Linked DNA regions of Zea mays: regions 1 and 2 are each linked to region 3. A link is a contact called in public Hi-C data. All regions are on one chromosome and are shown on one strand. The core of a region is the stretch at or near the end of the contact, and the rest is flanking DNA. Distances in the headings are between cores, read along the strand shown.

Region 1 (4,416 bases), core at 352-2,851, 190 kb before region 3:
TCCATCAGGGTATGGGTTCAAACCCCACCTGTTGTACCTTTTTTAATATTTTACGCTGAGTTGATTTAGAAGAAATGTAGGCACTTTTTTGTAAAAAGATGACGTTGGACGACTGTTGAAACTTGTGCTTTAAGTATAGTAGAGATTATCTAATGCATTTTTTGTCTCGAAGTATCATTATGTAACAGGTGAACTATCACCAAGCCCTTTGGCTTGGGGCTAGAAGCCACCTCATACAACTCTACTAGAGTACTAAGAGAACCAGTTCTTGGAAGTCAACTCAAAGGCTCCTAGACTGAGTTACGAGCTATAAGAAATCGAGTTCCTAGACTTGATAGGTTAAGACCATGACAACCATAATCGACAAATATTTAAGCTCAACTTACAAGATGACTTAGCTACGTCGAGCTCAAGGGCTAGATCCATAGGATGCACCAAGAGGTGCATGATTATGTTTTTAAAATGGAGACTTCAAATATCTCTATCAAAACAACCTTGCTCAATGCGAAAAAGATCAACATTGTCTAGCCTAAGTTGACAATTCAATTACGCTAGACTCCGTAGAGTGAATGGCAAAATTGTGGACTCAGTCAGGAAACGAAATAAGTCTGTTGCATATAATTCAAGTCATTTAGAAACGTTCACTGAAGAGCTTCATCTGACTGATTTGGTGAGTCAGTCAAATAAAACTCGGGATACTATAAATGATATGTACCTAGAGCACCATGAACACGTTGATGCTCAGAAGATTAGCTAGTGGGCCCAACTCTATTTCGACCAATGACCCAGACTTTGATGGCAACTCAAACTCAGGCAGAGCTCTCATGGTTTTGTGCCAGGAAAGGGTTTGGTGGATAAGAAGATCATCTTAACTGTATATCTCCTTTGTAACAAATGCACCCGACATATAAGGGATTAATAGATATGTATATATGTAGATAAGGATCTCGGTCCTACTCTCTTGTGACTGACTCCTTCCTTGAACTATAAGGGTGATGGAAGTGTGATGGGGAGGCCGCATTCAACAACTGGCAGCGGCACTACTGTTGTTCATCCGTGGATCACACAAAAATGTACGGTGTGCACTTGACCACGATGTGCAGGGATGGCATTCACCGGTGGGAGCATCGTTTCTTGCCCAACGGCATACGCCTCCAACAGTGCATCATTAACGACATGAAGAACGTCATGCATACGACAGATGCGAAGAGGAACGGTTTGCTCTATACCTTTCTTGTAGATTTTGAGGTCGGGGCCTCCGTTCTTCTTCAAAACAGCGAGCGATCCTTCTCTTCTCCCTCTGTTATCGCGAGCACGTGCTGATAACGTGTTGTGATAAGTGGAAACAAGTTTGGAAGAATGACTACATCAACTTTATTGCAGGGGAATCATGTTTATATACATGAAGGGATGCAATGTCAAGGAGTGTATCCATTGGCGGCATAACTGGCACACCCTTATTGATTATTCAAAATGTTACATTTTTTCTAACAAAGTTGTCGATAGTTTTATGGATTTAATTATGCCTGAAATTGCTTAGCTATCTATCACTATGCATGTCACACAGAATGATACGTTGGTTGACCGTCTATTACAATGCCGCGGCGTATTATATTATTACGTTGGTTGACCGTCTATACACGGGTTCAAAAAAATTTAATTAAAGAACCTTTTGGCGAAAGCAGAAACCACGCAAAAATGCCCACGTTGCACACGCCGGATCCGAGGCTCTTATGTTTCCTTGGCACTTTGGCAGGTTGGATCGGAGACTTTACAGGCTACAGCGGAATCCGTTGATGGTATTTCTCTCTCGGCTGCTGCTGCTGCTGGCGCTGCCGCACTGCCGCTGCCGCCGCCGCCGCTGCCTGCGGGGTGCGGCCGTGCGGGCCTGCGGGGTGCTGGCGCTGCGCCGCTGCCAACCTGCCCCCACTGCCCGTGACTGCTGACTAGTGACTAGTCTCTCAGTAGCCGCTCCATAAAATGGGGCCGAGCGCGCTCCCACACCCAGACTAGTTCCGCTGACCGCTTGAACTCTCCTCCCTCGCCCGCGCGTCTCCGCCGCCCCACCGGCCACCGCCCGCGCCTCCGCCGCGGCAGCTGTCCAAAAGCTGAAAATAGATAGAATCACGAGGGGGGGATTGCCTAGACAACGATCCTTAGTTAATCAAACACGGGCTGCCAGATTCGGGGGGGCGTTCGCGTTCCTACCCTCTCATCACTCTCCCCGTAAAACCCCGGCTGGGTTTATCTCATCGCCGCCGGGCGGCGAGCGGTGGGAGGCAATGGCAGGGTGGGGGCCCTCCAGGCTGCCGACGTGCGGGCCGTGGGGCCGCGGCGTGGCGCTGGAGAGGGAGCTGTCGCGGGACGGCAGCCACTACAGCATCTCCAGCGGCATCCTGCCGTCGCTCGGCGCGCGCAGCAACCGCCGCGCCAAGCTCAGGCCCTTCATCGTCTCGCCCTACGACCGCCGATACAGGTTCGCCGCGTCCTCCTCGTTATTAGTTAGTTCCCGTCCGGTTCTGCCTGCCTGTGCCATCCTTCCTACCGGTTTTCAGTCTCTGTGGGCTGGATTGATCACGTGGCTTGTTGCTGTTGCATTGCTGGCCGGTTGCTTTTGCCTCACCGGTGGCTTGCCCTGCCTGCTTCAGTTTTGGTGATGCTCAGCGAAGAGTTGCTTGTATTGTAATTCTGGATGAAGATAGCGGCCGTCCAGCCGAGCTTTTTCTTCGTATGTGGTTCGCTTATTGTTGAGTTCCAAAGCGTTTCACATGTTTTCCATGAACCTGTGAATTCTTTTGTTTAATGTAGCTCAAAGCCTCAAAGCTGTTTGTATCCGTGCGCTGCCTTCTTTTCCTTTTTGTCTCTAGTTCTCTTCGATTGTGAACAGATAATGGTTATATATATATATATATATATATATATATATATATATATATATATATATATATATATATATATATATATATATTACTACTTTCTTGGTTTGACTTGGACTGAATAATTATTTTCCCTTTTTGAAGTTAATAATTGATTTGTTTATGTTTTGCTTTTTTAGTAGTCGCACTTCTGCTTTGATTTTGTTTACTCTGGCTTCTTTGATCGTTCGCATCTGCTTTAATTTTCCATTTGCCCCTAGAGAGACAAGAAAGGCATGATATCGATCGTGACGTCTCTGCATTTCTCACGTTCTGCGCTTCTTTAAGCAACGATTCGATGTCCAAAGTGCCCTTTCTCAGGATTCTGGCGGAAAACCTTTTCTGAATCGTTTTATAATTTACTGAGTTGTTTAGTTACGTTACGTGGGTAATATGTCTGTGTTTTCCAGAGTAGCTTTTGTTTTGCCCGTTTTTCTTACCACTGTTTACTTTATTTTTCTAAATCATTTAAGGCTGCGTTTGATTTTTACATATTTTATTTACAAATGTAACATTGTTACAAAAGAATCAAACTCTGATTACATGTTTGGTCAGTTTTTCTGCGGTGTTCTTTTTTCAGAAGGTCGTCATCTATATAGTTAGTAGTAACCATAGTCACTGTAGCACTCCTTCAGTAGTGATTTTAACTGACAGCAATTGTGCCTTAATAGTTAACAAAACTAATTTTGCATAGATATTAATGTTTCACCCTTTGCATAATGATTTTTCTGGTAAAAAAATATATATTTGTTTACAACACGAAGAGATGGTTCTGATATATATTAATTCTACGCAGATGCTGGGAGACTTTTCTCATAATTCTTGTGATATACTCTGCATGGGTTTCCCCATTTGAGTTTGGCTTCATTCGGAAACCGGCGGGCGCCCTAGCTGCAGTGGACAATGTCGTGAATGCGTTCTTCGCAGTGGACATCATCCTGACCTTCTTTGTAGCTTACTTGGATAGAATGACATACTTGCTTGAAGATGATCCAAAAAGGATAGCTTGGCGGTATACTACCAGTTGGTTTATTCTTGACGTGGCCTCTACCATCCCAAGTGAATTTGCTCGGAAGATACTGCCACCAAACCTCAGATCATATGGATTTTTCAACATGCTTCGTCTATGGCGTCTCCGTAGAGTCAGCTCTCTCTTTGCTAGGTATGTGTTTTGAGTGCAGGTGTATGTGTATATGAGACTAATGCTTTATTGCATGATAATCAATTTGTACAGTTCGTTTAACACGATTTTTCCTTGTTATTAGAAATTCTAGCTAATATTTTCACTTCAACTTCTTTCTAGATTGGAGAAAGATAGACATTTCAATTACTTCTGGGTTCGATGTGCAAAGCTCATATGTGTAAGTAAGCAATTCATTTCAGACTATCCGGTAAATCTTAATATTATTTGTGGATGATAGCTCACTTGCTTACCTCTGATCTTGTAGGTCACACTTTTTGCCGTCCACTGTTCGGCATGCTTCTACTATCTTCTCGCTGA
Region 2 (4,422 bases), core at 231-2,730, 150 kb before region 3:
ATTCTTGTATGCTAAAATCTGAAAACAATAATAGTAGGAAAACGAAAAATTCATAAATCGTCAAAGTTAACATCAACCAGTGATCAAGTTGTAAAGAAAGAATCTCAAGTTATTTATAAATTGATGACTTTATGAGATTTAGAAGATCAAAACCAAATGCATGGCAGTCATACCGATTCAGGGTCAATGCGGTGAATGAGAAGCTTCCGTCGAGCCCTGCCGCTTGTTCTGTAAGCAACAATAACATGGCCAAGAGCAAACACCAAGGAAGACAGGAAAAGTACAGGCATTCCCCATAGATTCTTGAGATTGAGCTTGTGATCTGGTAACGACGGCGAGAGCTCAGGCCCAATGTCCTGCGCCGGACTATAAACAGATGCCTTAATTAACAAGATGAGCAGAGAAGCCAAGGAACAGAAAGTTGTTGTTCCAAGGTAAGGACCATGAGAGAGGCCAGAAGTATCAGACATGAGGTACACACCTGCAGAAGCCGCAGAACATAAGGTTAGTCTTTGCCCTCAAATTAAGAACAGAGCAGAATTTGGTATTCGAGAGGTTCCCAATTTCTTACAACCAGTCCAGGTCCAGCTAAACAACAGGCTTAGTTTAACTACCTCCCAAGAAAAGAGAGCAGGCAACAGCTATACTCTGTGATTAATAACTGCAGATACACGCAGATTCCGCCGAAAGCTCCGTGCAAGCAAAAGAAGACAAGCACAGCCGTAGTGAGTACTGTAGCTTTCAGATCACCAAATCCTCATAGAGGAATGCGAAAAGATCTTCTCAAGCTAAGACCTCACCCAAAAAAATGATTCTAAACAGTAAACACTCTCTACATCACCAGAGCAAATAAACCACAAAGGGGAGAAATAGTAGAAGAAAAGGAAATCGAACTCAAGCGAACGGGTTGGTTTTTAGGCCATCTGCCCATTCTAAAGCATCAATGAGTTAGCAGGCAGCGGGAGGGCTTACAGGTGATGACGATGGATCGAACGACGGAGACGAGAGGTATGTCGGCAAGCGAGTTCCGAAAACGGTAGCGCTGGAGGTGGCCCCGCAGGCCGTCGCCTCGGAAGCAGCCGAGCCGCGCCTCGAGCCAGAGCGCCACTGCCATGTCGCCCGCCGCCACCAGCGCCGGCGACGACGCCACGAGCAGCGAGGCCACCATGGCCACCATGAACCAAGCGGTCCTCGCCCCGCGGCGTACCCGCTCCGCCCAGCCCTTTCCTCCCGCCGCCATCTCCCCTACGTTCCCCACTCCCGCCGTGTCCGGCACTCGTGCAAGCCGCCGCACTGTCCCCGCAGATTTCCGGCGATCGCCGGCTGCCGAGGGTACCAGCCGCCGCCGCGCATGCGTCGCGGGCGAACCCCGCGCGAGTGGTGGGGCGGGTTTAGGGTCCCGTCCGCGGGCCGAGGGGTTCGAGCCTCCGGGACGGCGGAAGGGCCTGACGAGTGAAGAGAGGAGGGGAGGCAGCACTGCGAGCAACGGAAGCGGCGGAGGGGAGACGAGAAGAGAAGAGGGGAGAGGCGCAACGGGAGGGGGGAGGGTACTTATGGAACAGTGGTTTGGTTTTTTATTATATTTTTGTAGTATGGCATGTGAATTAATGTGTTAAACTGGCTGTGACTGGGTCATTATTTTTTTTTGTTAGTGTGGTGAAGTGAGCCTGGAACGGTAGGAGACGAGAAGCCTCTGGCTTTGTTGTCTGTATCCCAAAGGTTTCTATTGTTTGATTTTGTTCGTTTCCTTGCTACTGCTGTTGGTAGAACCGTAGGAGGTTTTTGCGTATGGAGACAGATGGAATCCTTCGGTTACACGAGGTCTAGCTGTTGTTGTTGCTTATGTTGGAGAAAACTACATTTTTGTTTTCCAGTGGTGACTGAATCCAATGACGGATGCAAAACAGAATTACAGGAGGCGCTCTTGAGGGTGGTAATAGACCGTGATCTAATTTTTTTATAATTTATTTGAACCTTTAATTAATCTTAATTTAAAATTAAATAAAAAATCTAACTCTAATTCAATCTGATCCTTAAATTTTATAGTCTGAAATAGGGATGATAACTTAACATGCAAATCCGAAACTCTACGGATACTCGACCTGACAGGTGCGTGTATGGGTGAAGATTTTGACCACGAGTGCAACCTGCACGCGGATACGGATTTCTATTTCAACTCGCGAGTGACCGACACCCTACCCAAAATTTGTCTCATTATTTATTTTGCGTAAAAGTTATTAAGATACTAGTAATTATTTTGAATAAGTGTCTTGGCTAATGATTCATGAAATGTATTGTTGCTGCTCAACATGAGAAGACTTAAAATCAGTAGATATAACTCAATTATTGCTGGTACTTAATTGCTTATAACTAAATTATTGTTTTAAAGTGTACATTGAGTAAAAACCCCGTGGGTGACCTAAAACGCGATGGGTTCGGTGCAGGGTTGGAATTACACCCACGGATGTGATCGTGGTCGAGTTTAAATAGACTTCACTGGTGGAGTCACGGGCAGATTTTTGCTCCATCTGATCCGAACCTGACTCGTTGCCATCTCTAGTCTGAAGTTTGGAGTCCATTACCACCCTAGGCGCTCTTGTTAAGTTTTCCATTTTCTCTTAAGGATTGTTTTGTTCCGTGGGATTGGAGAGGATTGAGGGACATATAGAGCATGTTTTGTTGTATATTTAAGGTGCAAAAAATTGCTTAATTCTTTAACAAATTTAGCAAGTGCTTTGTCAAAATAGTTTTTAGAAGAAAAACAGTTCTTTGTAAAGTAATTCTTTCAAATAAACTAAGTCACTAGAAGTTAAAAATTAAAGAGAGTCACTTTCTTCCATAGAGCCAAATATCTCAAAAATACCCTCCAAAGGAAATTGATCCGATAGAACTCTATCAAACAACTCCTAAAGTATATCCCCGCTTTCCCCATGAGTAGAACTTCCTTTATAGTTAATATCTCCTAATTGAGTTATTGACATGTAGAATCTATTGCAATTAGGTCCACCTATATTAGTGCCTCAACGGCAAGGAACCAACTGTACAGAAGCTTCATCACCATACCTACCTCTCAACTCAACTCAACATAACCTTTTAGTCCCAAGCAATTTAGGGTAGGCTAGAGTTAAACCCTAACAAGATGTCACCAAAAAGGAAAAGAGAGAGAAAGGGTAGGAAAAATCTTTTGAGAGCACTAAAACGAAAAAGGCCTAATTACGGAGAGGCACTCGGGAAACCGCCCGAGCCCCCTAAGGGCTTGTTCAGTTCTACCCCAATCCATATGGATTGAGGGGGATTGAAGGGGTTTCAATCCCTATTAAGTCAAAATCTCTTCTGATTCGTATCAATCCCCTCCAATTCATACGGATTGAAAATAACCGAACAAACCCTAAAATGCCACAAGTTTATAATCATAATGAATCATAGTATCATAAAGTAATTCTCATCATGCTTGTTAATTATGGTAAACACTAGCAATTAGTTGATTATAATAACCCAACCCAAAAAGGTGATCAAGGACAGGATAAATAGAAAGCTAGTCACTTCTTAGGTTAATCATTGTATGCGGGATGGTGAACTATAAAGTACATAGGACATAATAGGTCAGAAAGAAACAGTACGAGGAAAAATGTACAATACAAGCGAGTACGAACATACATTCAACATCCTTCGAAGTTCGTAACTTTCTCAGCCTCCGTAGACGAAACGTTATCTAAGCGAGTTCGAACATACATTCAACATCCTTGGAACAGAAAGAAACAGTACAGCATACAAGGAAAAACATGTACAATACAAAATAGCGCTTGCTTCTACAGTCACACGAGGAAAAAATACCGAGATCGAAGCTATGATTGAGAAGTTAATGCCTCTACATTGTACAAATATGAAACAGAACATGTAATTCGACATACTCGCATTAATCAACATTTATTAATTGCAACTAGAGCTATCACCTAGTTTTAAATTAATTTGCTACGCTAACAACTTTCAGTTAGATAAATAATTTAAATAACGTTAGCGACTATAAGCGAGATGAAATAACGGCGCAAGCCAAAAATCGCAACTCGCAAAATAGCACGGCATCACGTGCACGGTACGCGCCCAGCACGCGTATGGCGCACGATCCGACACCACACGCGAGAACTAATTAATAGATAACATGATTAAACTAAATAATTATTTAATAAAGAATAATTCAGCTAAGGTTAACCACTTTGATGTTGATTTATAAATGCGCAAATCGAAATCATAAAATTAGATTTAAAATGAAACGTCGTCCTAACAACCATCGTACAAACAACGTTTAAATAAATTAATTAAAATATGCAACAAAGAATAATACTTCTAACATGTAGACAATTTTAATATGAATCAAGGGTAGACCGTCTGCGAGTCATCACTAAGAGAATACAGCTGTTGATC
Region 3 (4,723 bases), core at 1,419-3,918:
TTCCACTAATACAAAGGAGCTCTATAGTGACGGTTGTAAACCTATTTTTACTGACGTTGTAAACCTATTTTCACTTACGTTTCTTAGAACCGTCGGTACTAGGGGCCGGTAAAAATCATCATTTTTATAAACGGGTAACTGAGAACCGTTAATGGAAATCGATTTCCGCTGACAGTCGACATAATAAATTCGCTAGTAAAAATTATTTTTAGAAACAATAAATGGGTTTTTAAAATAGCAAAAAAAATATTTAAGGAGAGGACTTACCCACCCCACCCGCCCGACGCAAGTCGCGACATTTTTCGCGCAAAATTCGTGCGCTACACAGTTGTTAGTAATCGAACCGTCGGCCTCATCATCACGTGTACCATCCACTACTATTCTGTCTATGACATGCTTTGTGTCTAGTTTGTAGTTTTTTGTTCACATATTACAACCAATTAAGTGTAAATTACTTGTTTGAGACCGTAAACAAATTCAAATAAAAAAGTTGTCAACTACAAAGTTGAATAACTTTTGAAGTTATACAATTTTTATTTTGACACTTTTTCCATCCGAGGTAGTTTGCAAAATTTGAATTTTAAATTTGATATACTTAGATTCAATTTTTGAGCATCGAAATGAGTTCAAATAAAGAAGTTGTCAACTATAAAGTTTCATAACTTTTAGAGATCTACAACTTTTATTTCGGTGGTTTTGTCATACGAGATCGTTTGAAAACTCGAAAAATTAAGGATAAAAATGATTTCTAGTGGTGGTCCGCCACTAGAAATCGTATTTCTATAGACGGTTCCTTAAAAAACCACCACTAAAAATAGCACAGTCGGTTGATAACTTAATCCGTATGTAAAAATATATCGTCTCGCAGGCTTTGAGCCTTTTTCTACTAGTGTTCCGGTGGGATAGCTTAACTTCCGATGTTAACGCTAACTTTCGAGAAATATTGTACATATATAATTCAATATGTTTGGTTGGTTGGATGTGACCAGTCAGGTTGAGAAGAGATGATGTGTTTAGTTGATTGGATTAGGATCGAGGAGGAATGAGAATTAAAAATAAAAAGTATTTTAAAAAAAATATATGTTAAATGTTGTCTAATTTTGTCGTAAAATTGTAAGGGACGTAAAGGTGAAATCGATTTAGGCTCCGTTTCAATCTCACGAGATAAACTTTAACTTCCTGTTAAACTTTAGCTATATGAATTGAAGTGCTAAAGTTTAGCTTCAATTACCACCATTAACTCTCCTGTTTAGATTACAAATGACTAAAAGTAGCTAAAAAAGCTGCTAAAGTTTATCTCGCGAGATTGGAACAGAGCATTACTCATTTAATTCTTTATTTAAGTGATGTAACAAAAGTTACTTGGTCTCGATTCCAGTGGGGCTTCGGCCTGTATGAGGCATGCGACCAAATTCTACGTCTGGAAAGCCACCCCAGAGGCCCAGACATGCTCTTTTGCATGCGCGGGTTATCATTTTGTATGAGCTTTTGTTTGATTGCATCTACGCGGGTGACGCCTGTATAACTAGCTACAAAATAAATCAATTTGAGATTATTTACTTAACCACAGATATGTCCGAAATAACCATACCACATACCAGGCTGGTGGGGCTCGTCCGCGCGCAATCGTCCAAGACGGTATATATCCAACCAATCGGACACTTACTTAGACCCCGTTTCAATCTCACAGGATAAACTTTAGCTTTCTGCTAAACTTTAGCTATATGAATTGAAGTGCTAAAGTTTAGCTTCAATTACCACCATTAGCTCTCCTGTTTAGATTACAAATAGCTAAAAGTAGCTAAAAAAAGCTGCTAAAATTTATCTCGCGAGATTGAAACAGGGCCTTACTAGCTACTCCATCTGATATCAAAATACAAGTTATTTAGGATAATAACACGGTCTACAAAATATAGATTGACTAATATTTTTTTGTTACAATACAAATAAACTCTTATATATTTATACTTTTGCAAAAAAAATTAAGATATATATATATATATATATATATATATATATATATATATATATATATATATATATTAGATTTTAAAAAATAACAAAACTGTTAATAGTAGTCAAAGTTTTATATGTTTGACTCAAACTTTATGCAAAACGGTTTCTTTTTTAGGACTTGACGGAGTAGATTATTAGTTGATTGCTTTGCAGCTCAAGAAGCTAATTAATACTGTAGTTGCTAACTTTTAATTATATAGATCCAAATTCTAAACATGGCCATATAGACGAGAAAATTCGTTTCTAAACCAGTATCAATACAGATGATTGATCTCGCAATGTGGATCAATACAAGGATGGGCAAGCTGTGAGAAGTCGAAAACAAAACGACGAGATAGCATGGGAAGTCGTAAACAGAGGAATTTTTCCCTCCTTTTAAACATGGGGACAAGCACACTGCACACGGACGACGCCGCGGCGGGTCTGCGGGTTGTCGAACCAGACCGCCGCTGCCGGGTGCTGACTCGAAACGGCGTCGGGCGGCGGCCAGGCGCTGTCTCGTTCCGCCCACCAACCCCGTTCCCACATCAACCGCCGAGATCGTTTCCGTCCTGTAAACCAACGACCGATCGTGCGCGAACGTTTATTAATAACGCTCCTCCGCCGCGACGCAACCTACTCCTCCCTCCCCTCCTCTGCTTTCCCCCCATTTCGCGTCTCGGGGTTTGGACCAGCCACCCGGCGGAGGCGGCCGGGCAGACTGGGCCGAGCGACCGGAGCGCCGCCGCCATCGGCAAAGCCACGGGACGGCCCATGGAGTCGCGAGCGCTCCTGCACGCCCGGCCCGCCGCCCTCCCTCACCGCGCCGGCCTGCGCCTCCATCTCCCGCTCCTGCGCCCGCGTGCAGTCTCCCGCTCCCCCGCCGCCAAGCCCGCGCTCCAGTCCCCGCTCCTCGCGTCGAGGGGCCCCTTCCTTCAACGGCACGATGCGGTTCTGGGCAACGGGTTCGTGAAACGGAGAGCGGCCAGCGCTGGCGGTGATGTGTCCTTCCGCGCCCAGGCGGCGGCCTCGGCGGCGGTGCCGGCGCCGCAGCCGGAGGAGTCCACAAAAAAGCTCCTTGGCATCGACGTGAAGACGCTCAAGAAGATCGTGCCGTTGGGGCTCATGTTCTTCTGCATCCTCTTCAACTACACCATCCTGCGGGACACCAAGGACGTGCTGGTGGTCACTGCCAAGGGGAGCAGCGCCGAGATCATCCCTTTCCTCAAGACCTGGGTTAACCTGCCCATGGCCATCGGTTTCATGCTCCTGTACACCAAGCTTTCCAACGTTCTCTCACGGGATGCGCTCTTCTACACCGTCATCTTCCCGTTCATCGCCTTCTTCGGCGCCTTCGCCTTTGTGCTCTACCCGCTCAGGGACGTCATCCATCCCACCGCGCTCGCGGACAAGCTTCTCGCCGCGCTCGGTCCGAGCTTCCTTGGTCCGGTGGCGATACTGAGGATTTGGAGCTTCTGCTTGTTCTATGTTATGGCTGAGCTCTGGGGCAGCGTCGTCATCTCTGTGCTCTTCTGGGGGTTCGCTAATCAGGTCAGTCTGAACTTTGGATTCTCGTATCAATATTGCCATGTAATGTTAATACCTTCTTTAATTATTGTCAAACTTGATTTAAACCACTCATTAGCTACTAATGATTTGACAAACTTGATTTAAACCACTCATTAGCTACTAATGATTTGACTGGATGGTTTGGTTATTCGACACTGATGGAAGGGTAAAACTTGTCTCTACCAGGATAGTTTAGGCAGGAGGTGTTTTGTTCGTGCCTTCACGGGATAATGGGTAGGTAATTAAACATTTTAGGTGCTCGTTGATTTCTTTTTCTGGATATGTTCGGCTCCATTATTGCCCGCTTTCCACGATCTAAATGATGTTTGAGCTATTGTCGATCTTAAATTGGTTGTGGATGTCTATTACATTGAACAACTTGGCTGGATATGGTTCACACTTTATAACTCCTTTCTAAAGAAATATTTATTGGTGTGGATCTAGGCTTTTGCAAATCTAACGTGTCTTTGGGTCTGTTTGGTTGGGCTGTGGCTGTGGAAAAAGTTGCTGTGGACTGTGAGCTGTGGAAAAAGCTGCTGTAGGCTGTGTGCTGTTAAAAAGCTAAAAATCGTTTGGTGGAAACCACTAAAAGTCGTTAAAAGTTCTTCGATATATGTTTTCACAGTTCCATCCAAAAGCCACTAAAAGCAGGTCCAGGGGTGCTTTCAGTTTTGCACTACGAGAAAGTCGGCTTTTAGAAAAAGCTGCTTCCTGGATCCAGCCCTTTGGTTGGCTTTTGGCTTTTAGGGGGCAAAAGCCAAAGCCAAAAGCCAAACCAAACACACCCTTTGTCTTACGGCTACTTTCATCGTCAGAAAGGAAGGGCCCTGGTTGGGTATATTCGTCTGTTATTTGTTCGACTACCAATCTACCATTTCTTGTTTTGAGGAGCGATATGATAGGGAAAGCCTCACTGTGACATAGTGCAAAGTCTTAAAACAAGAAAAAAAGGGAAATCAGAACATGGAATAAGCTTGGCTGCGTAGTAAAGAAAGACAACAACCAACGAGTATCAGCTTGATAATAAGTCAATACAAAATACACTTAAAAAGGTGACACAACGGCACCAATCTTGTAGCATGACGGGTTGGTTCGTTATTTACTTTCATGTATCTGAGTGAAATGGGCTCAACTGAAGACCTTGAAGCAACTCTTTGCT

Evidence for each region. A called contact is a pair of places that touch in the nucleus more often than the background predicts.
Region 1: a contact with region 3 is called in a Hi-C map of endosperm, with 2.8 times the contacts expected there. The contact joins the promoter of LOC103651425 here to the promoter of LOC100281461 in region 3. A contact is called at or near these places in 3 of 25 Hi-C or Micro-C datasets (ear, endosperm and tassel).
Region 2: a Hi-C map of ear shows a contact between it and region 3, with 1.9 times the contacts expected there. The contact joins the promoter of LOC100382454 here to the promoter of LOC100281461 in region 3. A contact is called at or near these places in 3 of 25 Hi-C or Micro-C datasets (ear, endosperm and leaf).

Annotation. Positions count from the first base shown.
Region 1 is chr3:219,954,982-219,959,397 of Zm-B73-REFERENCE-NAM-5.0, forward strand. LOC103651425 (potassium channel AKT1) reads left to right here and starts at 1,602. Exons shown (of 11, transcript XM_008677057.4): 1 at 1,602-2,476; 2 at 3,712-4,077; 3 at 4,219-4,276; 4 at 4,364-4,416. The coding sequence starts at 2,283.
Region 2 is chr3:219,990,893-219,995,314 of Zm-B73-REFERENCE-NAM-5.0, forward strand. It overlaps LOC100382454 (alpha/beta-Hydrolases superfamily protein), which reads right to left and starts at 1,481. Exons shown (of 7, transcript NM_001175195.1): 1 at 973-1,481; 2 at 174-481; 3 at 1-18. The coding sequence starts at 1,240.
Region 3 is chr3:220,142,349-220,147,071 of Zm-B73-REFERENCE-NAM-5.0, forward strand. LOC100281461 (plastidic ATP/ADP-transporter) reads left to right here and starts at 2,669. Exons shown (of 5, transcript NM_001399074.1): 1 at 2,669-3,546. The coding sequence starts at 2,770.